4 separate regions of the Mus musculus genome follow, and all the other regions are linked to region 3. The links are chromatin contacts, called in public HiChIP or PLAC-seq and promoter capture Hi-C maps. All regions are on one chromosome and are shown on one strand. Each heading gives the region's core, a stretch centred on a gene start, on an enhancer-like site or on the middle of the called end of the contact. The rest is flanking DNA. Distances are from core to core; before and after follow the strand shown. Region 1 holds the start of Srrm4 (serine/arginine repetitive matrix 4). Region 2 overlaps Ccdc60 (coiled-coil domain containing 60). Region 3 holds the start of Hspb8 (heat shock protein 8). Region 4 holds the start of Ccdc60 (coiled-coil domain containing 60).

What was found. Promoter capture Hi-C pulls out the DNA fragments that hold promoters and counts their contacts. HiChIP or PLAC-seq counts read pairs in DNA pulled down with a chosen protein or histone mark.
Region 1: an H3K4me3 HiChIP or PLAC-seq map of embryonic midbrain shows a contact between it and region 3, with 2.2 times the contacts expected there. The contact joins the promoter of Srrm4 here to the promoter of Hspb8 in region 3. A contact is called at or near these places in 14 of 39 promoter capture datasets (the 3T3-L1 cell line, 3T3-L1-derived adipocytes, the HPC-7 cell line and 9 more), 1 of 484 Hi-C or Micro-C datasets (the N1E-115 cell line), 2 of 115 datasets of contacts at active chromatin or transcription factors (embryonic forebrain and embryonic midbrain) and 1 of 9 other capture datasets (liver).
Region 2: a contact with region 3 is called in a promoter capture Hi-C map of embryonic stem cells, with 2.7 times the contacts expected there. The contact joins the enhancer-like site here to the promoter of Hspb8 in region 3. A contact is called at or near these places in 9 of 39 promoter capture datasets (the 3T3-L1 cell line, the HPC-7 cell line, cranial neural crest and 5 more), 1 of 15 datasets of contacts at CTCF or cohesin (embryonic stem cells), 4 of 484 Hi-C or Micro-C datasets (the N1E-115 cell line, embryonic fibroblasts and embryonic stem cells), 15 of 115 datasets of contacts at active chromatin or transcription factors (astrocytes, embryonic basal ganglia, embryonic fibroblasts and 5 more) and 3 of 9 other capture datasets (adipose tissue, embryonic stem cells and pancreatic islet).
Region 4: an H3K27ac HiChIP or PLAC-seq map of epiblast stem cells shows a contact between it and region 3. The contact joins the promoter of Ccdc60 here to the promoter of Hspb8 in region 3. A contact is called at or near these places in 6 of 39 promoter capture datasets (the HPC-7 cell line, cranial neural crest, frontonasal cranial neural crest and 3 more), 1 of 484 Hi-C or Micro-C datasets (uterus), 8 of 115 datasets of contacts at active chromatin or transcription factors (astrocytes, embryonic basal ganglia, embryonic forebrain and 3 more) and 2 of 9 other capture datasets (liver and pancreatic islet).

Annotation. Positions count from the first base shown.
Region 1 is chr5:116,590,409-116,593,536 of GRCm38.p6, forward strand. Srrm4 (serine/arginine repetitive matrix 4) reads right to left here and starts at 1,409. Exons shown (of 13, transcript NM_026886.3): 1 at 926-1,409. The coding sequence starts at 1,056.
Region 2 is chr5:116,223,063-116,226,024 of GRCm38.p6, forward strand. It overlaps Ccdc60 (coiled-coil domain containing 60), which reads right to left. Exons shown (of 14, transcript NM_177759.3): 2 at 2,207-2,289. Among named protein-coding and RNA genes, the nearest start is that of Gm36502, 7.5 kb to the right of the region's middle. Within about 2 kb of position 1,654, at least 3 of the 459 cell types and tissues checked have an H3K27ac peak or open chromatin away from gene starts, as enhancers often do. A contact at or near this core is called in embryonic stem cells, where this site is marked.
Region 3 is chr5:116,420,734-116,424,138 of GRCm38.p6, forward strand. It overlaps Hspb8 (heat shock protein 8), which reads right to left and starts at 2,131. Exons shown (of 3, transcript NM_030704.3): 1 at 1,380-2,131. The coding sequence starts at 1,746. Gm42009 (a long non-coding RNA gene) reads left to right here and starts at 2,260. Exons shown (of 2, transcript XR_878709.3): 1 at 2,260-2,688.
Region 4 is chr5:116,287,338-116,290,254 of GRCm38.p6, forward strand. It overlaps Ccdc60 (coiled-coil domain containing 60), which reads right to left and starts at 1,648. Exons shown (of 14, transcript NM_177759.3): 1 at 1,110-1,648. The coding sequence starts at 1,199.

The DNA.
Region 1 (3,128 bases), core at 159-2,658, 170 kb after region 3:
ACTCTCAGAACCGCTCAGCCAGCAGCAGCAAAAGATGAGTTTTTATACAGCCTTGATTTTCTCTGACAGAGGGCACAGCCCTCTCAAAGACTTCTGAATCTAACGATCTAGGAAAATATTGGGTATTTCTCTGCTGTGGAAGGCTCTGTGCCCCCTCAACCCCCTCTTGTCTTCTTTTTCTCCTGCCTTTGTATTTCTTCCCATCCTCTCCCCTCCTGTCTTTTTTTTTAACTACTGCTCCAGCACCCCAACTCATTCCAAAGTTCAAAGCCACCAGATCCTTAAAAAATAAAATAAAGTAAAACTTTCAGTATTATCTTCATGCTGACTTTGAGCTTTAGAGTTTTGGTTTTGGGTGCTGAAAAAGAAAGAATTCAACACGAGCAGCAGCTTAGGCTAAGACACGGAGGAGGGTGCTGCTTGGAGCGAGCGTATCTGAGGGAATAGCATATGGGCTTTTGTTGAAATGTTCAGAGACCCGCTAGTTTCTGGGCCAAGGGTTAGAATGCTTGTATTGAACACTGGCTGAGCTGAGTTCATGTCTTGTACAGCATCCCCTGACACCTCAAATCCACCACTGCTTTGCTCCCCTGACCTATGCACTTGGCGATAGCTCGAAAAGTTTTCAGTCAAGTACGTACCCCGAGCCACACCGCCCACCCTAAGAAAGCAAGGGGGTTTGCATAGGAGGTGCGGAGTCTGTAGGAGTGTTGTTCCCCGTCAAAAAATTCCTGTCCCTTTTCAACAGCCTCTCCCTTACACAAGCGATAATTTCTCATGTTCCGGCGTGAGATACCGGGTACGACGGGCTTAGTCCAGACACCCTGTTCCAGTTGCCTGCGTCCACCCGTCAAGATTCTGGGGCACAGGCAAGAAAAGGGGGGGGGACCTCCCAGTGTCCCTAACTCATGAACGAGGTCATTACCTTGGCATCGGCTTGCGGGCTGTGATACTGGCGACGATGATGCTCTCGGGACGCGGAGTGGCCACTGCTTTGAAGGTCCCTTTCCAGAACTTCTCAAACAGCTGTTTCTCGCCCTGCTGCAGGCTAGCCATCCTGAAAGCCCAAGGAGCCCGGGAGCCTGGGGCGCTGTCCGAAGTGCTGAAACGTGGATTACAAACCCGATGACACGCCCTGGGCTCCGGGGCGCTGTCCGCGTGAAACCCCCAAGGGGTGGGGTGGGGAGAGATCGGAGTTCAGGGCGGGGGATGGGATAGAACGGGACGTCTCGGGTTAGGCAGGCAGCGGAGAAAGAAGGTGGTTCCCCGGCTGGGTTCACCTCTTGGCTTGGCTCTGAGCTGCGCTGGGAGCAGGCTGAGCTCCGTGTCTTCGGCGAAGCAAAGCTAGCCGGCTTTCTCTACCGCGCAGAGAACAGAGAGGAGGCGACCGGGGCGTCTGCCGTGCGTGCGCGTGTGAGCTCCGGCGCGCCCGGGTTTTGTCTCTTGCACAATGTGACGTTGGAAGGGGAGGCTGGTCGCGCGAGCTGTACTTTCCTCCCTCCCCTTCTCCGTCTCCTCCTTCCCCAGCAACCCCTCCTTCTCTGGCTCAGCCTCCCGCCGCCATCTGCATAACAAAAGCCCGCAGGTCTGAGGAGGAGAAAGGGAGGGGCGAGCGCTTGTCTCTAAGGCCCCGTGGCCACAGAGTTGCGACTCTGACCCCTCTGAGAAGCGACCCCAACACCTCAAACAGAATCAAAAAGGAGATTCTTTCTCTTAGCCCTCACCCTTCCTCCATCGTCGCAGGCCTTCCCCTCAACCCTTACATGCGCACTCCCGGGCCTGGGCCACCTCCCTATCCTTTTGCAAGACTTGGGGAGCATCTTCCATTGAGGGAGCTACTAAAAAATGCCCCACCTATCCACCCACGCCAACCTGCCTTCACCCACCCCACTTCTGGGATGGACTGCCGAGGTCTGCAAAGTGTGTGTGTGTGGGTGCCCCTATGATTTTCTTTACGCCTGGGGGGCTCTTCCACCCCCCCACCCCGAAAATGCCATTTGACGGACAATCCGTCACCAGCGCGGTTTCTCGCCATCTGTCGAGCCGGCCCCCACCCGCAGAGGGGCGCAGCGTCACATCTGTGCTTGCGGCGCTATAAAGGATATCTCTTTTGTGCCTCGCAGCCGGCCTGCTTCGCGTCCCCGCTGCCAAAGCCCTCCAAAAGAACACCCCTCCCCCACCCCCCTGAGAACCCGCAGCCTGGGTGTGAAACAACAGTCCGATTTGGCAAAGAAAGACTGAGGGGGGAAGGGGGGGGAGGGCTTCCGAGGATTACAAGTAACTTTTTGGTCTTTCCATCTTCTTCCTCCCCCCTACTCTCCCAGTCCCAGCAGAGACTCAGAATCTCAAACTCCAGATGCGCAGGCAGTAGACAACAATGTCTCCCCGTTTTGCCGTAAGGGTCTTCTTAGGGAAGATATCTTAGTGAGATTTCCCCAGCCCATTTCTCCTCTGGAGCCTTTTAATACTTGGGAGTTTCACCTACCGCCAGGGTTTAAAAGTGAAACTCCTACAAGGAGCTTCTGCTAAGTCTTACAAACCTCCAAGCACTGACACCGGGTTCCACCCTGAAGGCAGAAAAAATTCTCTAATTTTTGTTGACCTAGTAGCAGTGGGGAGCGAAGACACCCCCACCCCCACCCCCAACATCAGTGCGAACTTTGTAAGTAAGTCCTTTGTAAGAGAATAGGAGGTACACGGAGGGGGGAGCAGAGTAGGGGAGAGGAGGACAGGATGGGGCAAGAGAAGCCGGGACACAGGAACAAGGAGTGAGCGTTGGCCTGGAAGAGGCTACAGGAGGAGTTTGTGTGTGATGGCTGTGTGTGATGGCTGTGTACCGGTTTAGGAGCGCCAAGCGCTCACTCCGCAGTGACCCCTTCTGGTCAGTAACTAGAAGTGCATTTTGTTGGCTTTTAAAGGGAGTAGCAGAGATTAGGAGGTGGGATGGGGTTGGGGCTGGGAGACTTGAGGACAGAGGAAAGTAAACCAGGGAGTGAACTTTCCATGTCCTGATCCCCTGCATTCAAATTCCTCATTCTTAGATTGCGTCTAGGACCTAGCAACCCTTGGATGGCTGTCACTTTAAAAGCCATCGAGCTGTCTTCCCTCTTAGCCTTGACTATTTAAAG
Region 2 (2,962 bases), core at 404-2,903, 200 kb before region 3:
TGCATGTTTATGGTGTGTGTGCATTGTGTGTGAGGTGTGTGTGTATGGTTTATATGCATGTGTGTGTATCATTTTTTACTGGCATGTTAATCTTCTTCTGCAGTGTTAGCTAAGTTATCAAGGTGAATAACAAAATCCATCCTATGAATCCTTATTTGGGAGCATAGCATGAACAGGACAGGGCTTTGAGCCTCTACATCCTAACAGGCAGATGGGCCTTCAGACACGGGTGCTGCCTTTCTCTTCAGCTCCCACGCCCACACCAACACCCAGTCTGATGGCTGCAACTCTGAGTCCGTCCTCTTCCTGTTGTTTCTTTTCCTGACCCTCACAAGCATCACCCTTACCACGACCTTCCAGGCCATCTCTACGAAGTGAGTGTAGTTATTTTTTTAAAATCTGACTACCCCCTCTTGCTCAGAACCCTCCAGCAGCTACGCCAAACATTTCTGCATGGCCTTCCTGACATTTTAGCTCCATCTCTTTCCTCTCTCAACCTAGCTTACCCCGAGGCTCTACACAGGCCCCTCTGATGCTGCAGTATGCCCAGCATGTCCTGACTTCATCACCCCCTCAACTCATGCTCTGAAGAACCACGGCTGCTCCCCCTTTGTGTGAATGGCTCTCTCTCTCCTTCAGGCATCAGACCTAGGATCTCTCTGTATAAATTATTACAAACTTTACACACAGACACACAGATACACACTCTCACACACACTCAACACACATGCAATCACACACAAAACACACTCACATACAAATACACACATACCCTCTCACACACATGCACATACTCACTCACACACATATACATACTCTCAGACACATGCAGATACAATGGCGTCAGCAGACCCAGAGCTGGGAGGGCGTTTGCTTCAACACTCTCTGTATTCATTATTTCTCTGATGCTGCGATGGAATGCCCCACCTAAAACCAGCTTAGGAGAGGAAGAGTTTATTGCAGCTGATGTTGCAGAAGGAATACAGTCAGTCATGGTGGGGGAGGCATGGCGGCAGACCCACAAGTCTGGCTGGGCTGCCATCAGGACTCAGACCAGGAAGTGTGGCTGAACCATAGAACCTCAAGGCTGGATCCTAACGCCCTACCTTCTCCAGGGAGGTCCCACAGCCTCCTGAAACAGCGCCACCCACTGGGGACCACATGTTCAAAAGTATGGGCTCCTGGACATTGCCTATGCTAACTGCGGCTCTTTGTGAAACCTCTTGTTCTGTGCATGGATTTCTGACCGCTCTCCCTTTTCTTATAAGGACACAGACTGGATAAGGACATTTGACTTCATTGACCCTCAGTTACCCATCTAGTGGCCCTTGTTACAAACAAAGTCACATGGGGGTTTCGGGATTGGAACTTTCTCCAGGTCATGGACGGGAGAGGGCGAGGAGACACTGGGAACCTGGAGGGGTGCATGTTAGTACGCGACGCATGCGTGCTTCCGCTGGGAACAGTGGACTCTAAGCTGTTCATTGCTCTTCCCCCTCTCTCTTGGAGAATGTTCTAGGGGAAGAAAAGGTGTTTTTGTTTTTGTTTTGTTTTGTTTTGTTTTTGCTTTACAACTCCATCCAGGCTATAGAGCATCCTCTGGGAAAGTCAAGGCAGGGATTGGAAGGAGCTGGTCACATGACATCCCCAGCCAGGGCAGAGAGAAATGAAAGCGCCCAGGACCCAGACCAGGGGGTAAAGCCACACATGCTCAGGGTGGTTCTTTCCTTCCTGATCATCTCACTTAAGAAGAAACCCTTCACCGTCATGGCCACAGGCTGACCCAATCCAGACAGTTCTTCATTTGAACTCGCTTCTGTCTGCTCCCTTTCTAGTGTGCACCGGCACAATTTAGAGATTACATCATGGCCAGGCCCCAGGAGAGTAGACAGAGCCACCTCTCACATGGAAAGGGCCTGTAGCTCTCGGGGTTGTTTAACCCTGTGACCTATCCTCCAGCCCTGTCCCCCCCACCCCACCCCCACGTAGGCCCACCCATCATTCAGCAGCGTGGGACAGATGCCGGGAGGGGAGGCGTCTCGGACGCGTTGATCCCCTGTGTTCTTTCCCTGGCACACCAGGTCTTCCGATGAATGTCTATGGAGAGGCTCGCCCCCCCCCCCCCCCCCCCCCCCCCCGCTCCCTGTCCCCAGCCTGGCCCGCAGTGCCTGCGGCTCACAAGTCATCCCTCCCAGGGCTCACTCACCGGCTTCGCATAAGATCCTTCTTAAGGTTTGCTATCTCCTTGTCTATATATTTGGAGTTCTTCGCTGTCTTGTCTGAGGCCTGCTGGGGAAGACAGGAGAGGAGAGGGGAGAGGGACATTAACACAGGTGCTCCAGGTGAAGCTGGACTAACAGAGGGCCCTGTGTCTAGCGAGAATCAATTTACGCAGAGCAAAGTTCTACTCCAGCACATGGTTTGGGAGGCTCTGGGCTGTCGCTGGTTGGCCCTGTTTTGCCTTGGACCTGTGTCAGGGTCCGGGAGTGTGGGACAGCAGGATGGCACACTTCTAAAGCTTGTGGGAAACACACTGTGAAAACCTTTCAGAAGGACCATGCATGCCCCTTAGATCCAACATCTGTGGTTAAGCATCCCGCAAGAGAATATTCCTGACAGGGATGCGGAGGCACCATAGCAAGGCCACTCAGTTGCTTGTAAAGACAAATACCTGCACATGCCACAAGGGAAGACAGACTGAACCATCCTGCTGCATCTAGACTGCAGAATAGTATACAACATGAAAAGTGACCCGCTTCCAACACAGTCTTTCCCTGCCACTCCCACCACTGCTGGATGGCACATGCCACAGTGCTTGTATGTATGTGTGTGTGTGTGTGTTCTGGGATCAAACATGGGTCCTCATGCCTGCAAGTTAAGTGTTTTCCTCAGTGAGCCATCACCCCAGCTCTGATGGGTAAACCTTTGGGGTGAGGGGGACACGCAGCAACCAAACCATGAT
Region 3 (3,405 bases), core at 881-3,380:
AGAACCAGTGTTGGCTCGCCAGCCAGCCAGCCAGCCAGTGCTGGGAGCCCACACCCACATCAGCACGCCCCCTGAGCTAAGTGCCTGCTTGCCCCACCACACCCACACTCAGAGCGTTTGATGTTTACAATTCTACTCCAAGCGGCTTTAGAACACAGCCTCGCTCACTGCAGGGGCTTGTCCCTGACCAGCCAGTGCTTACAGCGGGGCTGTTATTGATTTTTCTGGCTGACAAGCCTCTGCCAAGAACAAGCTCTTTTTAATGGCCTGTTAATTGGGAGGGAGGCAGAGGAAAGCTTTGCCTAGGCCCAGCTTACCAGGGGCCAAGCTTCCTGTCCCCTCGGTCTTTTTTCCCCTGTGTATGTGTTCTTTCTCCCAGAGTGCAATGGGGTAAGGAAAGCCCTGGGCCTAGTGCTGCTGGGACCAGGCCTAGGCTCTGCTCTGGCCTTTCTGCTGACTCACTGTATGTCCTGGAACTAGGCCTCCTCAGCTGCAAGAAGGGGAGTAGACAGCCATGGGGTGAAGGGCCAGAGGAAATATATATATACATATATATATATATATATATATATATATATATATATATATATATATATATGTATGTATATATATATATATATTACATATATATTACACACACATATATATTACATATAACACACACACACACACACACACACACACACACATATATATATATATATATATATATATATATATCCTTCCTGGGTTTGAACCCTTTGCTACCTTGAACAAATACAAATTATGCTAATCCTCTATGTTCCTCCGTTTCCTAAAGTACAAAAGGGAGATGTGGACACACAAACCCTGTCCTCTGGTTGTATGGTTGTACTAACACAAGTGCTATGTGATGCTGAAGTCGTGGTTCAGCATATCGCCTGGCAGACAGCTCTTCGCCGAGGATAGGAGCCATACTGCAGACATTACCATCCAACTTTAGTCTCCTTGTCTAGTGATCGCACGGCGAGTCAGTGTGCTAACCCCTCTCCCCATGTCTCCAGAAGTCCTAGGTGCATCCATTTATTCTTTATATTAAATTATCTATTTCAAAATGTCTAGCCTGGCTTCTGCCAGCTCTCGGGTGGGGCACAGGGTCCTGAGGACCCCAGCTACTACGTCATATCCAAACTCATTCTGTTGCCCACTGAGAAACACTTGTCTCTGAAGGTAACATTGTGGGTTGCATTCTTGAGCCCTGAGATCACCTGTGCCATGTGGTCTGTCACAGGTCCCTTCTACTGAAGTTCTTTCTGGGCTGAACCTGTGATGGCGCACATGCGAGCACACAACACACACACACACTCACTCATACACACACACTCACACACACAAGCAGGACCCTGCCCGCCCCGACTCACCTGAAACTTCCACGTATCCATCCTTGGTCTTTACCATCAGCTCTTCCGGCTTGAAGCTGTGCACGTTGACACACACTTTCCAAGGCTCCCCAGGGAAGGGTGGGGGACTCCTGCCCTCAGCGGGCACTCCAAACCTAGCTGTGGCTGGAGGCCCTCGGGGTACCATGCCAGACCTTAGGGTTCCAGGCCAGGCAGAGGAGAGCCGAGGCAAAGCCCACTCTGGCCAAGGGGCTGTCAAGTCGTCTGGAAAAGGGTCCATGCCAAAGCCATCGTCCAGAAGGCGGGAGGAGAGCGGTGAGTCCCGAAAGGGGTCTCGGCGCAGGCGGCTTGGGTAGGAGCACGGGAAAGGCAATTGCCCGTCAGCCATGATGTTGGTCGAACTTAGAGGGGGAAACAGAGGCTCAGAGAGACAGAGCCACCTACCCAAAGGTCACACAGCAAGGTGATGTGGCTTGAGATGGCTTTCAGAATTTAGTTCTCCACTTCAGAAAATGCTGATCTTCCTTCAGCCACGAGCCCAACCATCCGCTGGCTGCCCAGAATTGAGCTGGGGTCCTGGCTTACAAAGGTGACCCCCTCCCTAAGCGGGCCCAGCAGAATCCCAGAGGGCCTCTCTCTCTCGCTTGGCTATCAGTAAGCCACCGGCTGCCTTCCTCCCAGGCTGCCCCGGCTCCCAGCCAAAGCCTGCTGAGGTCTTGAGCACAGCCAGGAGTTTAATAAAGCTCGGGGACTCGCGAGCCTAGAAACTTCTCCTGGCTTCTGGGCTGGGAGCCTTCTATTTATTTGCTGCTGGGGGCTGGGGGCGGGTTTTGCAAGCGCCTCCTGTCACAGGAGTATTCAAAGGTGATGAACCAGTCCCTGAGAATCCGCTGAGAGAACAACTGGGCTCTGGGAGCGGGTGGGGAGCTGGGAGGGGCCGTGGCGTCCGGGTCCAGCCAGCCTCTCAGGCACTCTCTCCTCCTCCTCCTGCTCCGCTCCGCCCCCGCCCTCCCTCTGCCTCCAGCAGCGTCCACTCCATCCACCCGTGCCCCGCAGGGCACTAAAGCCAGACTATTAATAACCCTCCGCCTGGCTGAGGGCTCAGGTCACACTCTGGAAATACCATCTTCAGTGCATGTTCTGTCTTGCCTCCTACTCTAGGGACTCGCAGAAGAGAGACAGCCCCTCATTGGATCAAGAAGTACAAGGAATCCCCACTTACAGTATGGCCCAAGTCTTACAGCCTCAGACTTCTGAGAACGAAATTTTAAAAAACGGCAGTTTAAGTTATGAAAAGAGGGACGTTGTCAGTCAGAGTCTATTGGGATAGGTAGGTCTTGGGGTGAGAAAACAGATCGGGTTCAACTCCCAGCACAGCCTGAGCCACTGAGGATTTACAGCCTGGAGGCAGAATGGGGGCCAATGGATGGGAAATGACCAGGGGGGAATCCAGGGACCAGAGGGAATTCTGGATAAACTGATCTAACTGGAGTCCTCTATATCTACAGACTGGGGTGGCCAGCTCTCGCTTTGAAAACCACTGATCAAGCATGGGAAGAGGTGATCAGGGGGTGATGGAATTATAGGGATTGTGTCTAAACTGACTTGTTCTTGTTAAAACTGGGTGAAGAGAATGCACCCCTGGGCCTCCAAGGAGGAGTCTGCCTGCAGTTTGGTCAAGGGAAGAGTTTCTATCAGAGGCAATATAACTCCAAGGCATGTCTGAGCTGCCTGTTTTCCACCTGTGGAATGGGGCAGGAGAGGAACCTGCTCTGGGACGTGTCGTCAGGAATGCGTGACATCATAGACTTCGGAGAGGAGTCTGTGCTTTTAAGTTTTCAACTTTCAACTTATCGGTTGCATAATGTTTGCTCATAAGTGCTTCATAAACAGGTGGTGGAACCCTCCTCTTCCGCGCACTGAGAGCTACAAGCTCCAGGACTGTATGACTGTCCCATTCGGCAGGAGAGTTAATGGTCATAAGTCATCAGAAAACTTTTTTTTTTTTCATTGACTGCCTTATACATTCTGGAAAGAATTTCAGCAC
Region 4 (2,917 bases), core at 398-2,897, 130 kb before region 3:
GATGACAGGAGAAGTCCAAGGCTCAATTCCGTAGAGGGACCATCCCTTGTTTGCAGAGCAAGGAGGGGCGAACGAAGATGTATTGCTATTTTAAGAGGAGCAGTCTTGGGGTCCAAGAGATGGCTCAGAGGTTAAGAGCGCTTGATATTCTTGCAGGGGACTAGGTGGTATATACACACTGCAGCTCACTAGGGTTCCATTTTTTGTACACACACAGCAGCTCACTATCATCTTTAGCTCTAGTCCCAGGGAATCTAACACCCTCCACAGGTATGAGGCATGTACAGAGCACATCTAAGCATGCAGGCAAGACTCCTAAACACAGTATAAACAAAACAAAATTGTAAACGAAAAAGAGCCTGGGGACATATTGGGCCATGTATAAACTGGAGGGCTTTAAATCCTCCCTCCACAAGCTGTAGGTGGAGCAGCTGCCATCCCCACCCTCCCTCCCTTGGCTAACTGTGGTGGAGTTAGACTTTGAAGACATCAAAGTTAAATGTACTTAAAACATCATCTACCCAGTTATAACATTTGCATCTAGAAACCCCCGGACCCAAGTCGTACCAAGGACGCAATCACATACACGTAGACGGACCATCTCTATACTCGAGTCTCTTACTATTATTTTGGCCCATCCCGGTCTTATCACGGAGAAAGAAAGGCTGGGGTGGGGGGGTGGGGGGGTGTGTGGAGAAACTTGCCTGACAGCGACAGCCAGCCCAACCTGGACCCCGTCCCCACCCCTCAGAACGTGACACCCTTGCAACCAACCTCTCCACAGAGTGATAGGAAAGGCTTGTCTCTCCACCCCAGTGGATCTCTGGAACTAAGTTCTGTGATACCAGTCTACAATTCATCTTCATTTTTCCCCTACTTTCTACAGTGTCTCGCATCAATTTAGTCCATCAGTTTGGAATTACTGCCTAATGGATAGCTCGCAGCTCTGATCCGTGTTTTCATTCACCGTGAGAAGCCAGCCATCGAGAGCAACAGGGATGTCTGGACAAGTTCATCATACCTAGGCCCTCGTCCAGCCCCGCCCCCCTCCCGTTGGGCGGGCCTGAACCTAATCCATTGCTCTTGTTAACAGAGAGACAGTGACTTACCTGAGTCAGTTGATCTGCGCTGGAAAAGAGCCAAAGGGCCTTCTTGCTGGTGATTTTTTGTAACTTTTTGGTGGCTGGCACTTTGGTCATCTTGAAAAAAAAATACAAAAAACCACCACCACTAACAACAACAAAACAACCTTCAGCCTTTAAGCCCGTGCCTCCAGTGAAAAACTTGTTGCTTTTTCAGATTCTTGACTTCGCAACACTCACTGGTGTGAAACGGTCCAGAAAGTTCTCCCAGGCCCCCAAGTCCCAAGTCCAGAGACTGCGAAGAGATTTCTTGTTGCAAAGCGGAGCATCTGGGTAAGGAAGCCTTTGCTAGGCCCGAGCAGGCAAACCTGAGACTGTTTAACTTGCACAAAGTCGGTTTTATACGTTTTCTCTCTTTTAAGGGAGAAGATATTTTTCTCCTATAAGCAAAATAAAATGTAAACTGAAAAAAGTAAAAATAAAACTCTATAGACAAAAGCCCCACCCTCGGCCAGCGAGACGAGGGAGTAAGGCGGGCCCCACCATGGGGCTCGGCCTTGGGGCTTAAAACTGCCAAGTAGGGCACGCTCGGTTACCTGGCAACCGGACGCCAAGGCGCGCAGACGCTTCCTCCTCGGCCAGGATTGGTGGAGACCTGGACCGGAATTCTTCTGGGTTGCTGGAAAGGGGCTCTGAGCTGGTGGCTGGCCAGGGAGCCACATTGTCCAAACTCTTTCGGGGTCGGGGTTGAGGAGGTATTTAAATTTCTCTGCTCAGTCCCGAGGACTCCAGTCTTCTCTCTACTCGCCTATAAGGTTTCTTCCCTTCAAAGTCGGTTTCACCTGTTGCTGATTGCCACGAGGCTTTCCTCAGGCTTTATATTAAACCCCTCGCAAGTGTGTGCCTTCAGCTCTGCAATTATCAGCTCCAGGTGCCTATTCTTCCCATCTGAAAAAACTCCTACAGAACCTTCAAAGCCCACATTACAGATACAGCTTCATGCACACGCCCATTTATATGTATTTACGAGTATTAGTATACGTGCGTCGGTATGACATTTATCGAGAGCCTACAATATACAGCGTGCTGTTTGTGTATTTCACAGCACAACATCTCTGAACTGCCTGACATCCCAGCCCCAGACAGACTGATTGTAAACCCCAAGGTTTTACCCACTGAAGTAAGAAACCTAACTTTGTGAGTTTGGGGCTACCAGGTCTTTAAAATGGGGGCTGCAGGATTACCAATGGTTGCTAAGAATTAAAGAAATAACACATGTCGGTAGCCCAGGTGGAGAGGTGCCTGCCGGCAGGTACTGACTCTGGCAAGAATCGGGCGTTCTCCCAGCTCTGGGCTCACAGAGGAGCAGATGTTAACGCTGACTAATATTTATTGATCACTTGCTCTGTGCCAGCCTGCAGCAATTTAACCCATATATTTTGATTCATTTGCCTTCCCCTTGGGTGTATTTTATTCCGTCTCAATCCATTTGTGTTTCTTCCCCAAACCTTGAGCAGTGAGGGTTACGGTCCCACCCAGGCTCCATCTTTCTTAGTGACCCCTCCCACCGCAGGATGGCTTTCGCTCTCTCAGCACTGAAACGGCCCCCCTCCGACTGTTATTTTGTTTCCATTGTCTGCAGACTGACTCTGACCCTCCTCTCCACAGGAAGTCTGGGTCTGCCTGCTTTCCTCCATGGGTAGCATTCGTCAACTACCGGGAGTGGTTTTCTGAAGGCTGCAGATAAACAAAGCCCTGTTTAGAGGATTGGGCCGGGCCTGAGAAAGCTGGGCAGGGTAGGAACTGCTCAGGCTGGGAGAGCAGGAGAACAGGTT